Linked DNA regions of Gossypium hirsutum: region 2 is linked to region 1. A link is a contact called in public Hi-C data. All regions are on one chromosome and are shown on one strand. Each heading gives the region's core, a stretch centred on a gene start, on an enhancer-like site or on the middle of the called end of the contact. The rest is flanking DNA. Distances are from core to core; before and after follow the strand shown.

Region 1 (4,498 bases), core at 522-3,021:
AAATATGAGTCAAGGTGGAGATTTGTTGAGTATGACTCCTATTTCAGTCAAATTTGAGAAATAATCTTTCAGTTAAACTCTGTTTATTTGTTTCAATCAAACTCTGAGTAGTCTAGATTATTTTATTATTATTTGACCTATGAATTTAGCCTATAAATAGGCTCTTTTACAACCTTAGAAAATACACCCATTAGAGATTAGAACTCATAACACATTTAGAGAATTTTGTGTTTATGTTTTGAGGGTTCTTTGTTTTCGAGTTTCCGGGGTTTAGTTTTTATCTCCATCTTTTGTACTCTTCGTTCTTTTGTCATTATAGTAAAATTATCTTTGCCCGTGATTTTTTATCCTCTTTGGAGGGGCTTTTCCATATTAAATTTGTGTGTTCAATTTCTCAATTTATTCCGCTATTTTTTTTACTTGTTGCTTAATCGAGTCGTTCCTAACAAAAACAAATTAAATGTTAAACATGTTATATAAGACCCAAAACCTAAATCTCATGCCATAATTTAATAATAAAATAATATAGTCTCTAAATAACAAAGTAGAATATTTTAAATTCTTTTTATTTTATTTTATTTCTTTTAATATTATATTTATTTAAATAATTTAGCTTTAAAATTTTAAAAATACATTTATCAAACAATCTAATAGTATTCCATACTTAATTTAAAAATATATATTAAATAGATTTTATAAATTAAATTAAATACTTAATTAATTAAATGAGTTGTTTTGGGGGACACTAACATTCCATATTGATTACGATGAAGAGCACGGAGTACGAAGGTGGCGATGAGGGTGATTTGGTGAATTGCTCAACAAAGAAAGTACCAATTCGGGGAATAGAGGAAGACTGGGATGTTGTGATGGATACAACACTAGTTGCTGAAAAGTTCCTTTCTTGGAAAGACCAACTGGTAGGTATGGGACTCCGAGCAGATGAGAGAACAACAACTTCGGATGGGTTGGATGGAGCAAAAGAATTCAGACTGTTAAAGGAGGATGTGGAGCGCTCGTTGGTCAATGGTATTCCTTCGATTAATTTTTCAGAACGCGTACACCAAATCCTTATCAAACACATGGAACACATAGTAGTAATCAAACTTTTGGGAAGAAGTATAGGGTACGCTGCACTTTAGAACAAGGTTTTTTTCACTCTGGAAATCACCTCAATCGTTCCGTTTAATAGATGTGGAGCATGATTAATCTTTAGCCAAATTTAAGAACTCGAAGGATTACGAGAGAGTCTTGTGTTATGGTCCTTGAGCCGTGTTTGGGTAGTACTTAACAGTACAGTCATGGACTATGGGTTTTAATCCAGCTCAGCCGTATCTAAGCACGGTTATGGCATGGATCCGACTTCCTACGTTACTGGGCATATGTATAAGCTACAAATCTTACGGGAAATAGGGGGATGATCGAGAAAGTTGCAAAATTTGATTTCAATACGGACAACAGCGTTAGGGGGAGGTTTGCAAGAATAGTAGTGTTCATCAATTTGGATAGGGCTTTGATCACTCAAGTCTTGGTAAAAAGAGTTATTCAGTGGATTGAATATGAATACTTACTGATCGTTTGTTTGTTGTGCGACTACTATGGGCATGTGAAGGAGATCTGCCCTAAGGAAGCAACGGGGCCGGAGGAATTTGGCATAGGCATTACAGGGAATAGGAGAGAACAGAGGCAAATTTCAAAGGAAAATAAAGAAGTCGCAGCGCCAAATCTATGCACCTATAGGCCGTGGATGCTTGCCGAGAGGTGGGGCAGACGCACTTTGAGAATGGAAAGGAAGGACAGTGGTGAGACTTAGGCACAATTGGCGGACAACTCTAGGTTCCAGGTTTTGGAAAACCTAGTTGGGGAAGAAGATTCGCAGGTTCATGTGGTTGGGTCAAAAGTGGACCTAGGCCAAAGCTAGCGGCAAAATGCTGGGTCAAGCTTGGCTACCCAAGCATCGGGCAATCTTTGGATCGCCAGTAAGTTTACGCTAAAGATCGACGAAGCCAAACTAAGACAAGGACATTTGGCTCTAGAAAAAGGCAGGTCAGTGGATGTCACCTGCCATAATAGCCAACCAAGGATAGGGGATTTGTAGGAAATCTAAGCGATTCTGACGGTAGGTGTTCTTGACGCTGCAAAACATTTGGTGGTCATTTTTAAAGAGAACATCCAACATAGAACTGGGGGACCATACAAAGAAGCAGAACCATTACAATAGGACATCTAATAGAATTTTCTTCGGCGCAAGGTAGTGTGAAGGCCAATGGTAGCCGAAAAGGTAAGAAGCTCAAGAAAGTCATTAAGGAAAAAGGTAGCCCTTTTAAGGCTTCTCCCTGAAAACTCCCACTTGTTGAATCAATTAGCAACATGGTCAAGTTACTACAAAGCCAGTTCCAGCGGGGGTTGGTGAACGAAGTTCCCAAAGTGATGGATGAAAAGTCAGGAGAGCAGGTAAGAGCTGGTCAGTAATTGTAAGGACATTTATTCATTTACTGTGCTTTTTAATAATGAACTCTTCACTTTCAATATTTTCTTAGAATTTTCAATAATGCGTGAGTGAGAAGTTTCCTTGCATTTTTAGAGAATATAATATGGAGCATAAGCCATATATTATTAGCTTGTTAAAACCAAAAGTCAGTGGCCACAAAGCTGATGAGATAAATGCAAAATTAAGGCTGCACTACTCCTATCAGGTAGAAGCTTGGGGGTTCTTAGGGGGGATCTGGATTGGTTGGAAAAACTTAGTTAGTCTTGAAATTATCCGAAACCACCCTCAATTCATCCTAGCATGAGTTTCTTTCAGAATTCCCATACAAACAGTCCTAATTGTTTTCGTGTATGGAAGCCCAAATAGAACAAAGAGAATATTGCTATGGGAAGCATTAAAAGAGACTATACCTACCACCATTGTCCCCTAGAATGATAAAAAAAGAATGAGTACTATTAGAAGACGACGTCCTTACTTTGGGGAGCTTGTTGAAGCAAACAACCTACATGATTTGGGATTTTGGAGGCCATCCTTCACATGGCAAAGAGAAGGGGTATTTGAAAGGCTAGACCGAGAATTTAGTAATGCTTCTTGGATTCAAAATTTCCCAAAGTATCTCGAGTACTATATCCGAATTATGGGAATACAATGGGGACATGTCTAAAACTCTGGGAAAGCTTACTGTGGGACTAAAAAAGTGGAACAAAAAAATTTAAGGACATATTAGAGCCTGTAAGCTATAATTAGTGCAGTCCTTAAGTAAGATCCAGCAAAAGATGAAAAATGATGAATTTAGACGCACTAACACAAAAAGAGATGGAGATAAAAGAGAAGTTTTAAGAAGTGCTTAACCATGAAGAGCTACTTTGGAAGCAAAAATCACTATGTGAATGGCTTAAGTTATGGGAAATGAACACAAAGTTTTTTCATAGTAGGGCAATCCACAGACGAAAGGTCAACCACATCAGTGCACCGTAATGCGAGTGGAGATTGGTTATATGATCCAGATGAGATTCAATTAGAAGAAGTATGGTATTTCCAAAAGCTATATGGAGAAAATCCAAACAGGACAAGCGACTTACCCCCTAGCCGCTTTCCCCAACTAGGCCAAAAAGACAGATTTTTTAAGTAAAGAAGTCTCAAACAATGAAATTAAAAAGGCCTTTTTTTTTGTTTGGCTCCTTTAAAAGCCCTAGGAAGTAATTGGTACCATGCTTTCTTCTTCCAAAACCAATGGAACTATATTGGGAGTGCAGTTTGTGATTGGGTCAAGGACGTTTTCAGAGGCAAGCCTATTGATCATGAGTTAAATAATAGACTTATTGTGCTTATACCGGAAAGTCGCTCAACCTGAGGAGATATCTCATTTTAGACCCATTAGTCTCTGCTTAGTTCTTTATAAGTTAGTTATGAAAATTATAGCCAACAGGTTCAAGGTGGTATTCCCAAATATCATTTCACAAAAATAAGTCAGGTTTATTACTGGTCGAAATATTTTTGATAGTATTATCATTACTCAAGAAGTCATCTATTCCATGCGAGGGAAGAATAGGAAGTGGATGATAGTTAAAATAGATCTAGAAAAAGCCTATATTATGGTCCGTTGCGACTTTATTGATAACTTTATTCAGGCAGCAGGTATTCCAGACTTTCTACAAAATGTAATTATGTCAGCTATCTCGACGCCTACTATGCAGGTTTTGTGGAATGGGGTCTCTACTAAAAAATTTAAGCTAACAAGAGGAGTTAGATAAGGATGCCCTTTATCACCTTACCTTTTTGTTATATGCATAGAATGGCTAGGGCACAGTTTTAAAATAGTTGAAAATTCAGGTAAATGAAGCCTGATTAGGTTATCCAGAGCGGGACCAACCTTGTCACACCTATTTTTTATTGATGATCTAATGATCTTCTCAAAAGTAGACATAAAACACGACTTGTTATTAAAAGACATTATCGATCGCTTTTGTAACTTTAAGTCTGGAATGCACGCAAAACCAATATTTT
Region 2 (4,374 bases), core at 79-2,578, 170 kb after region 1:
ATTTCTTCTTTTTTTATCTATATTTATGGAATTTAATTATTCCATTCAAATTAGGTGCATTAGGTTGACTGTTACCCACTGCCTCCTAAATGTGCAAGTAGCTCTCTTAAAAATCAACCACCACTTACTTTTCTCTTTTCCTTATCATGTAATAATTTATTATATAAGGTTTAGTTAAACTAATTTCATCAATAATTCTCAAATGTTTTAGAGAAAAATCAATAGTAGATTTTTAAATATATTATAAAGAAAATGGTAGCAGTGATTTTTAATTACACAAAGAGACTTTCACATATCTTAAAAAAAAAAAACTACCCTCTCAATATATCAAATAATAATAATTTACTGTTTGGTAAACAGTTAAATGGAAATTATCCAAAACCAATAGGTGTCTTAAAAAAAAGTGTTTGCCTAATAAGTAAACTTCAATTCCACCCTAACCTCACACATTCAAACCCAATGTGCCTTTGGACCAACAACTCACCAATATGCCTTCACCTTAAGGGTATTCTTTTTCAGTAATTCAACATAATAATTTCATAAGGGATTCACAGGTCAATTTTGCATTTAATCCACTCCATTAATTTTTTATTCCTTAATATCTAATATAATCATCATCACTATTCTAATGTACATGAAATGTAAAATCGCAATTAAATATGCATCGAATATTAATAGACGAAAAAGCAATAGAATAGAGTCAAACCCGTGGTTTACGTGATTTAAGATTCAAATTTTAATAATGACATATAAATAAATTAATTTTGTATACGTTCAAGTGTAAAATCATGTAAAATAATTTATTTGGCCCTTCAATTTTATAAAAAAAACTTATTTTAGTCATTTATTTAAAATTTTCTCTCTTTTAACCCTTAAACTTGCACTGTTTATCAAATCACCCCAAAATGGATAACAAAATTGATATTTGTTAACTTTGATGACGTGGCATCCACGTGGTCATAAGTAATTAATTAATTTTTAAAATTAATTTTTATTAACTTTTCTATCCATTTTGAGGTGATTTGATAAATAATACAAGTTTAAGGACAAAAAAGAAGAAATGAAGGACTAAAATGACTTTTTATAAAATTTGAGGGTGAAATAAGTCATTATACCTATATAAAAACTTAAATAATATAATTAGATAGGGATGATAATTTTGAATCCCGGAAATTAATCAAAACATAAATTATGAAAGGAAAGAGATGGAGTACATACTTGTACAAAAAGAAATGTGCTCAAAATATCAATTTCTTCCTCGAAAGGGTAAAATTGAACATCAAAGGCCACGTTTAAGAACCCAAAAATAATTTCTCCTTCACTCCAGTCCCGCGTTTATTATACAAACGGCGAGTCACGTTTATTTATTTATTTATTAATATACTTAATTTTTAGAAAGAACAATCTCTCCAACAAATACCAGTGTTGTTTTTTTCCCAACTTTCAGAAAAATCTTTCCTCCTCAGTTCTCAAAGTCTAATATTCTTTCTTTAAAATCCCCTCTCACTCAAAAGATTTTCTTGTCACTGCTCTTCTTTTCTATTTGTTTCCCCCCTCGTTGCTCCAAAGAGAACATGTAACTGAAGAAATGTATTTTTTTTCGTATACTAGAAAAGGTAGCTTTAAAAGTTAATTTATTTTGGTTTATTTCTTCATCAATGCATCGAATTTCACTTTTTTTTTATAGGAAAAGATTCTGGATTTTTTTTTTCAAAATTTCCGGGCTTGTTGTCACTTGTCATACTTTCATGGGTTAGAAGTTCTCTGTTTCTGGGTTTTTTTTCTCCTTCTCCCTTTTCCTTTCTTGCTTTGCACTCTGTTTGGTTGGTGAGAAAGCTTAGGAAATAGAAGTTGGAAACTGAAAGTGAAAGAAAGAGTTAGGTTTTACTTAAAAGCTCTTTGCTTTCTTGAAACTTTTTTTGGACTTCTTAAACTCTTTTTTCTTAGTAACCATACAGATCAGTTTTGTTATTCTTTTTTTTTTTAAATATGTAATCAGCAGAAATTTTCAGTTTTTTTTTGTCCATAATAATTAATAGGTTTCTGACCAATGTTAATCGGATCAAGTATATATTTTTTTTCAAATCACAAAGCTTTAGGAAAATTATTGGCTTTCTTTCTCTCTCTCTTTTTTTTTTTCTTTTCCGAATTTTGTTTCCTGGGCTTCTTTCCAATCGGTTTCTTCTCACATTTATGTGAATTTGAGTAGTTTTGGTACAAAACTATTCATATATAAGACTAAAAGTTGTTCTTTTGTCATGTATATCACTTTTGACTTTTATTCCATTTGCTGTGATAAATGCCATGAAATGAAAGTTCTAAACTTGACCTTCTAGTTTTAGTAAATATTAGCATTATTTGACTCAGATTTGTATTCCAGTTTTTTTTTTTTAATTTTTTCTTTTCTTATTGTCATTTTGTTGATGGTTTAGAATTGGCTTGATTTGACGCTAGAATTGTATTTGCAGTTGTTTCAATGGACTGGAGGCTTGAATAGCAAATAATAAAAAATAGTAGATATGAGAGGGGAATCATCTGGTTTGGTCATTGGGATTTCTATAGGAGTGGTGATTGGTGTGCTTTTAGCTATTTTTGCACTGTTTTGTATAAGGTATCATAGAAAGAGATCCCAGATAGGGAACAGCAGTTCCAGGAGAGCTGCAACTATTCCTATAAGGGCTAATGGAGCTGATTCTTGTAACATGTTATCCGATTCAACTATGGGTCCTGAGTCACCTGTGAAATGTGGGAGAAATGGAATGTCTATGTGGCTTGAAGGGCTTAGAAGAAGCAATGTTGTCTCTGTGTCTGGAATACCTGAGTATTCATACAAGTATGTTTCTTTTGAAACTTATTGTACTTACGCATCATTAACAAAATGTTTCTTTCTTTAGGTTTATGTATTGTGTTCATGAGTCGACAAGATGTGTTAGTAATTAGTTTGTTTTGTTATCCATGTGATATGATAAATGATTTAATGGCTGTGGGAAGTTACTTTGGTGGTCCATTCATAAATAACTTTGATTAGTTTCATCATGCCTTGTATTTGTGTCCAAAGTAGATAGCTTGATAGGAATTTTCAAGGAATTCCAATTTTGGAACCTGTGAAGTTGTTTGTTTTCAGTAAAAGTGAGCATTCTTGATCAGAAACTAACTGAATTTCTTTCATTTCAATACTTTTTACTAAGATTATGGCCTGAACTTAAGAATGTGTTTGAGCCCTTAATACTTCCATTCATGCTATAGCAACCTTGTAGTATAGTTTGGTGGTTTGAGGTAGGAATGAGTTTATATAGCATGAGCTTTTTCCTTTATGTTCTTTGCTAATTCGTTGATGGTGCCACGCATGCAGGGATTTGCAGAAAGCAACTTATAATTTTACAACACTAATAGGACGGGGAGCATTTGGTCCTGTTTATAAAGCTCAGATGTTAACTGGTGAGACTGTTGCAGTAAAAGTGCTTGCAACTGATTCTAAGCAAGGGGAGAAAGAGTTCCAGACCGAGGTAGGGAAGGTCTATAGTTGATATTCACATTGGAATATTTTAATGGCATAATTCTTCTGTTCTATGTTACATTTCCACATAAACAATAGATTAATAGGATTATTCTTAGTTCCTACATGATACTGCCACTTTAGAATCATTTTCTTGCTTCTTAAGTGAAAGCTACATGTTCTTTGTACTAAAGCAGTGAGGTAATTAAAACATGGATTGCTTGGACTGTCATATTGTCTAGAAAAAAACTCCACAAAAAGCATCTGCTACACAAAATTCAGGGAAAACTAGATTATCCAATCAAAATCGTGCACAATGTCTCACCCAACTTACCAGTTTCCCTTTTCAAATGGATATGCTGATTGCATTTCTCCGTATGTGCATGTGTGCTTTTTGTTGTTCCTCCCCGCACTCCTGCTTGTTTAATGTTTCATCCTCATATCATTTCAGGTTATGTTGTTGGGAAGACTGCATCACAGAAACATTGTAAATTTGGTTGGATATTGTGCAGAAAAGGGTCAGCATATGCTTGTCTATGTGTACATGAGTAAAGGCAGCTTGGCTTCTCATTTGTACAGTAAGTACACCGTCAACTATCCATTTGAAAGATTAGTATAATGTTGAATGGCCAAAGCTGAAATATTGTAATATGAACTTGAATATCAGTTGGTCTCGCTCTTCTCTAGGTTAAGATTTTTACAAAACAAAGTTTTCTGGATCATTTGCATTCAATATTTTCCAACACAATTTGCCTGTTGGTTCTGTAATATGTTGCTTGATTTTGTTTCTAGTTCATTGAGCCATTGATTGTCATGTCAATGCTAAAAAAGCAAAAAACTACGATGAGCTGGCCAACCTTGCTGATAGCATGCTGTCA

The links. Hi-C and Micro-C count contacts between places; a contact is called where the count stands out from the background.
Region 2: a contact with region 1 is called in a Hi-C map of leaf, with 2.3 times the contacts expected there. The contact joins the promoter of LOC107942268 here to the enhancer-like site in region 1. A contact is called at or near these places in 8 of 34 Hi-C or Micro-C datasets (anther, leaf and petal).

The regions. Positions count from the first base shown.
Region 1 is chrD01:9,114,305-9,118,802 of Gossypium_hirsutum_v2.1, forward strand. No RefSeq gene overlaps it. Among protein-coding and RNA genes, the nearest start is that of LOC107940012, 34 kb to the left of the region's middle. Within about 2 kb of position 1,772, at least 6 of the 9 cell types and tissues checked have an H3K27ac peak or open chromatin away from gene starts, as enhancers often do.
Region 2 is chrD01:9,289,001-9,293,374 of Gossypium_hirsutum_v2.1, forward strand. LOC107942268 (calcium/calmodulin-regulated receptor-like kinase 1) reads left to right here and starts at 1,329. Exons shown (of 8, transcript XM_016875897.2): 1 at 1,329-1,616; 2 at 2,469-2,833; 3 at 3,353-3,506; 4 at 3,948-4,074. The coding sequence starts at 2,520.